Regions from separate parts of the Mus musculus genome. Here all the other regions are linked to region 1. Evidence: chromatin contacts called from public Hi-C and promoter capture Hi-C data. All regions are on one chromosome and are shown on one strand. Each heading gives the region's core, a stretch centred on a gene start, on an enhancer-like site or on the middle of the called end of the contact. The rest is flanking DNA. Distances are from core to core; before and after follow the strand shown.

The links. Promoter capture Hi-C pulls out the DNA fragments that hold promoters and counts their contacts. Hi-C and Micro-C count contacts between places; a contact is called where the count stands out from the background.
Region 2: a contact with region 1 is called in a promoter capture Hi-C map of pre-B cells. The contact joins the promoter of Pafah1b1 here to the promoter of Derl2 in region 1. A contact is called at or near these places in 4 of 39 promoter capture datasets (cranial neural crest, frontonasal cranial neural crest, maxillary cranial neural crest and 1 more).
Region 3: a contact with region 1 is called in a Hi-C map of B cells, with 5 read pairs. The contact joins the promoter of Tsr1 here to the promoter of Derl2 in region 1. A contact is called at or near these places in 2 of 39 promoter capture datasets (cranial neural crest and liver) and 1 of 484 Hi-C or Micro-C datasets (B cells).

The regions. Positions count from the first base shown.
Region 1 is chr11:71,017,883-71,020,582 of GRCm38.p6, forward strand. It overlaps Derl2 (Der1-like domain family, member 2), which reads right to left and starts at 1,421. Exons shown (of 7, transcript NM_033562.4): 1 at 1,262-1,421; 2 at 430-495. The coding sequence starts at 1,354. It overlaps Mis12 (MIS12 kinetochore complex component), which reads left to right and starts at 1,729. Exons shown (of 3, transcript NM_025993.3): 1 at 1,729-2,307.
Region 2 is chr11:74,723,007-74,725,706 of GRCm38.p6, forward strand. It overlaps Pafah1b1 (platelet-activating factor acetylhydrolase, isoform 1b, subunit 1), which reads right to left and starts at 1,378. Exons shown (of 11, transcript NM_013625.4): 1 at 993-1,378.
Region 3 is chr11:74,896,650-74,899,349 of GRCm38.p6, forward strand. It overlaps Tsr1 (TSR1 20S rRNA accumulation), which reads left to right and starts at 1,431. Exons shown (of 15, transcript NM_177325.3): 1 at 1,431-1,566; 2 at 1,728-1,831; 3 at 2,533-2,700. The coding sequence starts at 1,470. It overlaps Sgsm2 (small G protein signaling modulator 2), which reads right to left and starts at 420. Exons shown (of 23, transcript NM_197943.3): 1 at 176-420. The coding sequence starts at 232.

The sequences.
Region 1 (2,700 bases), core at 171-2,670:
CTCAGGTTCCTGACTGCTGGGACTATGGCCACATTAGTTCTTAACTAGTTGTAGTCAAATATAAAATCTCAACACATCAAAGACACACTAAAAATTATGTTCTTAAGACAGTCTCTCTCTCTCTCTAGCTCAAGCTTATCCAGCACCTGCCATCCTCCTGCTTGCTCTGTCTGCACCTGGCTCCCCCCTGGCAACTCTAGTTTGGTATATAAGGAGTTCCCAAATACTTAGCAGCTCTCAAACCATTCTAGAGTCCAACCAGGCTGTGGAATGCCCTCTTTACATCTCAAAAAGACCTGTAATCAGAGATTCCCCTACTGGGTTATTTTTTTTGAGACTCTATTTCACAGGATTTACTACTTACTAAACGATACGAAAAAAAAAAAGATAATGAAAACATTAATCACAGTTGCTATATAGACCACTTACTTGAAAATGTTTAAAAATTAATTCAGGATTGAAGTATAACTGAAAAGGTGTGATCAATTCCAACTGCTGAAATGGAAAAAGAGCTTCTTGAAGCCGATCAACCGCAAAACAAAATTTCATCATGAACCACGAAGGATGAGTAGATCTAATCATTTCTGTCCCTTGGAATACATTTCTGTCTTGCTTGTGACAGCTGGTAAGAGATTCTTTAGAATTTGCACAACCGTTTTGTATAAACACACAATGTCAGTTTGATGTTGCAATATTTGAGGATGCTATAAGGCAGGCGGGTGAGCATATTTTAGAGACAAGCCAACAGCATCTTTTACAAATCTGTGCGTCACGTGGTCACCACCTCAGCTAGGTGAGACAACTCGGAATAAGGGGTTTAACTAAGACCCTGCTACCATTAGGGATAGGTACAAGCGGCCAGACACTTATATCCATAGGCCGTCTTTTGAAAGATGTTTCCAGATAGCTCGAGATTTCTATACTCAATATAATAGTCTGTGAACCTAGCGGACCTCACTCCCACTAGTCACCTGGACCTCTCAGACACATTTTTGGGTGGGCGGCTCCCGCACTTCTGATTCACTACAGGTCTGGATTTCATTTGTCTGAAACTGACCTGGCCCTTCACGAAGGGGCACACCCTTCTCAGGTCACTGGCTTGGCACCCTTGGGAATATCCCAAACCCTAGAGTCAGCTCCGGATGTCTCCACCCACCCCTGGGACCAGACCCACTGGGCTTCTCCGCGGCCCAAACCCGTTTTCTGAAGACGCAGTCATAGCTAGCCTGGAAAAAGAGGATGTGGCGCCACAGCTGCTCACCACGGCCGCGGTGGTGAGGACGCAGGCGGTAGTATAGGCGCGGCTGACCGGCGGGATCTGCAGGTACTCCAGCCGGAGGCTCTGGTACGCCATCTTTCCCACCGCGCCTGCCCCCCTTCCCCTTCCGCCAGTATGCCAGGCGGCGGGGCGGACTCAAAGCTGGCCTTCAGCCTACCCACTCCTGTCCAATCAGCGCTGCGTACTCGGACAGCCACCAATCGCTGGCGCCTTGGGGCCGCTCACCCACCAATCAAGAGTTGCGCCTCTGCGTCGGTCCATCCTTACTTCTCCGCCTACCAACGCAGAGAGAAGGACCAGTTCCGTCCGCCAATCCCTGCCGGCCACAGCTAGCTTTCCCTCCTTGTCGCCTTCCTTTTACCAATCGCAGTGGCTCCTTTTGACCCACGGCTAGCCAATCAGGAGTGCGATCCAGCCCGCCTTGGCGTTCGTTCGCAGAGGCAGGTCTCAGTCGATTCGGAGGAGCCGGTGTTACCGCCTTCTTCCAGCCGCTGAGTGTAGCTTGAAGGAAGTGGCGGGAAGCCGGTGTGGGGCGGAATCCATCACTCCCGGGATCGCTTCGGTAGGGGCTGTGTGCTCTCCGAGGAGGAGCGGAAAGGGCGGGACCGAGGAGTGGCGTCGGGGCGGCGGAGCGTTCTGTAGGGAATCCCTCCGGTCTGGCCGGCCTGGGTACGGAGACCTAGAGTTCCCGGCATGCATCGCGGCCGCGGGGTAGTACGGGAGCTGGAGCTGAAGGAAGCGCTTCCCGTTCTGCGGTTTCTGGGCCTTGTCTGTGGCGGTCGTAGGCTCTGAAGTCCATTACATTCGTCGAGACGGTGTGAGGACCTCTCATGTTTATCTTCAGCCGCAGGAACTCTAATCTAGCAGAGAAGAGACGGTAGATGAAGGGAAAGCGGAGGCGGTTCTTCAGGGATGTGTATTCGAACTGGCTCTGGAATCTGCGCCTACTGCATGCTTACTTGAAGGAAAGAAAATAGAATTAGATTGGGCTGGAGCAAAGACTATCCTGACCGTGGCAGACGTGTTCAGTAAGTTATAAAGAAGCTTTAAAAATTGTGGGACAAAAAAATGCGACCGTCAAGACTGGTAGGAACCAAGTAAAAAGTTGGAGAGAATGGCATTTAGAAGGAAGACTAGAAAGCTGAAAGTAGTTGAACCGACCTGTGGCTCCTAGCCACTCTGAAGGCTGAAGCCAGAGGATTTGTTCCATCCTGAAGTTCTAGGCCAGTGTGGACAACGTAGAATGGGAGCAAACACTGGGGAGTGGTCTTAGCAACTTGTTGGTAAAACTGCATCTTTATAGCTACTGCCTCATTATAGCATTGGCAGTGTCCAACAGAGAAAAGGCAACATTGGAACTTTTCTCAAAACTGGAAGTTTGGATGTAGGTATTTGGTTATGTAATCATGGCGCATCAATCC
Region 2 (2,700 bases), core at 128-2,627, 3.7 Mb after region 1:
GAATTACACCCAAACCCAACCTCAACAGAAAATTTCCTGCGCTCCTCCCAAGGAGTTTCTTGCTAAGTCACTGGAAAAAGCAGGCAGGATAACAAATAAAGCCAGGCACCTTGCTTTCTCCTATCTCAAGACTGAAATTCTTTCCTCTTGGGAGACGAAATCAGCCCACCGTCTCAAAAAAACATTTTCTCACCTGGGAGGCTAGAGAGGGTAAATAGTCACAGCGTTTCCTAATGGAGTGGAGAGATGGGATGAAGGGAATGATCGAGAACCTGGGAGCTCAGTGTTAGCAACGTCAAAAGACAACTCCCGTGCGAGGAGTCAGTAGCAAAAAGGAAAATCCTGCCCGATTCGGTGGGTGGATGCTGCAGATCTTTACTGAATGCAGAGGCTGGACCACCACCGCACCGGGGGGCCGAGGGCCTGAGCGGCGGGCCATCCTCCCCGGGTCCACCCTCAACCTAAGGACAAGCGGAGAACCCGACGCCTGGAAGGCCTGGTAGCTGCTGGAGCCCCGGCGGCGAGTCGCCAGCCAAGGAGGGGTGGGGACTGCGGGTTCGCTTCCGCGGCCCAGGAGGGCTGAGCCCTTTCCCCAAGATCAGAGAGCGACCTGCTATCCACGCCCTTCCCACCCAAGAATACTTTTCTTGCTAAGTCACGGCGGCAGGAGGGCGATGCCGCCCGAGAGGCCACGGCTTGAACCCTCAGCAGCCTGAGTAGCCCACTGCCAGGGTCGGAGGAACCGGAGCCAGGGCAGCGCCCTCCCAGGCCAGGGCCCCCTCCTCGGTGCCTCTCACTCAACGGCCGTCGCGGCCGCCATTTTGAGAGCGAGGAGAGGAGAAGAAGAAGGAGGAGGCAGCGGCGGCAGGGGGAGGGGAGAATGGGAGGGAGGGGACCGGCGCAGCCACATCGTCAGGCCGCCGGCCCGGCCCGCAGCCACCCGAGCGCGATGGAAGAGACAGAGGGGAGGGCGCAGAGCGTCGCCGCCTTACCGGAGCGCTGCACCACCGCCTCCGCAGGGCCTCTTCCGTCCTTCACTCCCATCCACCAGCGGGGGAGGGGGAGGGAGAGGGAAGGGAGGAAGGAGGGAGGGAGGGAGGGAGGGGGAGGATGGCGCGCTGGGCCCGGTCCCGGGGAGGGGGAGGGGAGGGCCGCGGGCGGGCTCCTCGGCCGTTCCGGGGCTCGAGCCCTAGCCCAGCGTTCGCTCGTCCTCTCGCTCGCGCCTGAGCGCTCCCCTCCGGGTCCTCCTCGCTCCCTGGACTCTCGGCTCGCTGCTCCTTCGCTCCCTCACTCGCTATCTCGGCCGCCGGACTCCGCCGCCGCCCCGCCGCTCCAGCTCCGTCTGTCACAGGAGCTGCCCCAACGCCCTGACGTCACCGCGCCGCCGCCGCCCCAGACCCGCCAGGAAGAGGGAGGGGAGCGGAGGGCCCGCGGCGCATGCGCGGGCCGGGCCTGGGCCTGGGCCTGGGCCTGGGCCGCGCGCCCTTCCGCAGGGTGAGCTGGCGGCTGTACCCGAGCCGACCGGCGAGCTTGCGTCCCGTCCGCGGCTTTTCTCGCTTCTGCCCCCTGATCCCTTGGGAAGCTTCCCTTTTGCTCTAAACTGCCTGACGGCTGGCGTCCATCACGACTCTTGCTCTGCCTCAGCGGTCACTGCGCTGTCCCGGCGGACCGCGGGTACCCGGTGCACTGGCATTTCGGCCCCTGCTGGCTAGAGCAGGAGCCAAGCCAGGATGCTTCCTTTCTGCCTTAGCCTGTGGGATTATTCCCCATCCCCCACCTACCCACCCACCCAAAAGGACCAAAGTAAATTGGTGGGCTTGGGCAGAAGAGCTGTTGAGGTTAAAAGGCAGATGGATTGCCTTGTGTTCCTTTCTGGTACAGATTTTTAATCGGAAGGAATCGCCTGTAGATGTGATTCAGCTATTCTTTTCCTTAGTCACATGTATTCATCAGAGATTCTGGAAACTGAAATCCACAGAAAGACCTGGAACTTTATTCTCTACAAGACATGTCTGTGTTTTATTATATTATGAATTGTATATTGATGACAAATCTGGGGGGATTTGATGTCAATTTATTCCACAAAGAGACACTTGATTTTTGAAAGGGAAGGTTTGGGGCTCTGAATTATTCAATATAGGATATTTAAGTATTGAATGAGATTACTTCATTATCCACTTGTGTTTTCCAGCACTGAGGCTTAACTGATTCTATTGCGTCCCTCGATGAAGGTAAATACTGTAAAAATCACTTGGGAAGCTGCAGAGTTAATGTCTCCAGTATGAATCCTGGTGTCACCACTGGGAATGTGACCTTGACTAAATTATCATATCTCTTTTTGGCCTCAGTATCAGTATAAAATAAACCCAGTAGCCAAACAAAGTGGCACATGGCACGTAGCCCAAGCTACTCAGGAGGCAGGAGACCAGCAAGAGCCCAGAAGTTCTCTGCAAGCCTCAGGAGCATCCTTTTTATAAAAAACAAAAAACAATGATGATAGTAATAAACAAGCTAGGGTGACTCACATCTGTAATGCTAACACTGAGGAGACGGAGGCAGGAGACTTGCCACGAGTTTGAAGCCAGCATGGTGTATATAGTAAGACCCTATCTTAAAATAATGATTTAAAGCTGGACATGGTGTTTTAATATCAGCACTTTGGAGGCAGAGACAGGTGGATCTTTCCAAGTTCAAGAGCCT
Region 3 (2,700 bases), core at 181-2,680, 3.9 Mb after region 1:
GCCGAGGGCGCTGCCCGGGACATGCAGAGAGGGGCGTGGGGCGCGGCCCGCCCAGGACCCCGCCCCCGCCTGGCACGGTGGGCTGGCAGCCGCGCGCGTGGGTGCCTCCACCTCTCTGCTCCCGAGCCAGCGCGGGAGGGGTGCGAGCCCCTTGAGACCTTGCCCCGGACCGTACCTCCTTCTTCACGTTCCACAGCAGCTTTTCTTTGACCGCGTCCTCTGCGCTGCCCATGGTGCGGCAGGTGGCGGGCAGGTGGCACCGAGTGGCCCCCCGAGCCCCCGGTGCGCCCTCACCGCCTCCGCGCCTCCCGACTCAGCGCCCCACACGCGAGGCGGAGTCCCCGCCCGCTGCGCTCCCCGCCTGCAGCCGCCGCAGCCACTGCCCGGTGCTCAGCTCCGCAGCCATCTTCCGAGCCCCGCAGACGTCAGGCAGCAGGCCCGGCCCCTTCCCACTGCCGGCAGGGAGGGGGTGTGTGCGCCGCAACTGGGGAGGTGGGGGGGGGGGTCAAGGGCGGGTGCGGACGCCTGGGGGCGTCGGGGCCGGGCGCGCGCCGCAGGGACGGTTGTCATGGCGACTGGCCGGCTCCCGCCCCGAGGGCGCGAACCCGCATTGTGAGCGCTGGGAAGTCAGCCGCTCCGGCCTGCGCCGCGCAGCGGGCGGACTTTGGGAATGTGCTTGTGTCTGGGCAAACCTCAACCACCGTGACCGCTCCCGACTTCTGGCCCCTGGGAGAGGAGCTATACGGAGCCAGGGTCTCGGCTCTGCGTCACTGTGGTTCGAACCTGGTCCTGTCACTCCTCCGGATCCTGTGGAGTGTTCATATATTACTTGCAGCTCAGTCGCAAAGCTTGCAGGAGGAAAGCAAGGACCCGACTGTGAGCTCCTAAGAACAGGTGCCCGAGCGCAAGGGGAAGTCTTCGCCCTCCTCCGGGTCGCCGACATCCGCTTTGGTTCATCTTGCAGATTTGTGGGAAGAGGGGGGCGCGAGTTGGAATAAGAGACATTCCAGAGCCGGTGACACGAGCCCCTTCTAAGTGCTTCGCGTTGGAAATTAGAGTAATAGAGGAAAGGAAAGGCCACTCAGGTACAAATGTCACCCCTTTGTACAGTTCACTGGGACCGCAGAGAGCGGCGTGCAATAGTCTACGTGAAAAGACTTTTATTTCTTCCCACGTGATGCAACTGAAGCGTGCAAAAATGGAAAGATGGGCGCAAAATTGACCTCCTAATCCAGAGCCGGAGCCGGGAGACTCCTGCCGGCATCCTCCATCTCTCAGCAGAGGACTGCAGCGTGGGAAAAGGCACCACGACGTCTCTGCGGACACTCAGGGCGCTGCGCTTGCAGGCTGGCGGCAAAAAACCTCGCGAGAGGTCGCGGAAGTGCTAAGCCTGAAGTCCGTCCCCAGGGCCGGAAACGCTCGGGTCCGCCCGGAAGTAGAGTTCACTTGGTGCACACGTGGACTGCAGAATGGCGGCTCACCGCTCCGGGCCGCTGAAGCAGCAGAATAAAGCTCATAAAGGCGGGCGGCATCACGGCGGTGGGTCCGCACAACGGGACAGCAAAGGTGAGTAGACAGGAGGGAGAGGGGCTGCTTAGCCGGTACCCGTGCCCACACCGAGACTAGACTTGGGACCCTTGCCCAAGGCTCTTAAGCGGCGCAGGAAGGTTCTTGTTGGTTGATTTGACTGAGAGGAGAAGAGCAGCCACTTCCGATCTGCCTTCCAGGCCGGGTAGGACCGAAAATCCTCTGCAAGAAGCTGAAGAGGCAGCTCAGCCGAATAGACCAGAGGCATCGCGCCAGCCAGCTCCGAAAGCAAAAGAGGGAGTCGGTGAGTAGAAGCGGGGGTGGGGAAGCTTATGGTTTGAGATTGGTAAAGTCTCAAACTAGAAAATGGGACACGGAAATGGGCCGAAAACGGAGGTAAACCCAGAGTACCTTCAGGCAGTGTTCATTTTAGAACGAGGCCCTGCCAAACTCCTTGACAGCACATCCATACACGTGGCTTTTTACGAGAGAATGCTTGGTCCTTCCTCATCTTTATTTATACGGGCTTGCTCTTTTGCAAATCATGATTATTTTAAACAAAGGGTCTCACTGTGTAGCCCAGGCTGGCCTAGAACTCAGATCCTCCTACCTCTGCCTTCTGAGTGTTAAGTTAAAAGGCTTGGGCCACCACACCTGGCTCCTCTGATGTTTTCTTTTTTCTTTTCTTTTTTTTTTTTTTTGGGGGGGGGTGGTGGTGTTTCCGAGACAGGGTTTCTCTGTGTAGCCCTGGCTGTCCCGGAACTCACTCTGTAGACCAGGCTGGCCTCAAACTCAGAAATGAGTGCTGGGATTAAAGGCGTGCGCCAGCTCCGCCCGGCCTGCTCTGATCTTTTCTAATGTTTTACGTTACATAAAATTACCTTGGTACTTTTACAAAGCAACAGAAAGGGGAGTAGTTCTGCCCTGGGGTTACAGCACCTGTATATTTGAAGATAGAATAGTGAAGCAAATGATTGAGGTATTCTTGGATCTTTGTGTTGCTAGGTTCTGGCCGAGAAGAGGCAGCTGGGCAGCAAGGATGGTCCTCCACATCAGGTGCTGGTGGTGCCTCTGCACAGCAGGATTTCCCTTCCAGAGGCATTTAAACTGCTTCAGAATGAAGACTTGGGAACGGTGTATTTGAGTGAACGGGGAAGCACCCAGAGTTTTATG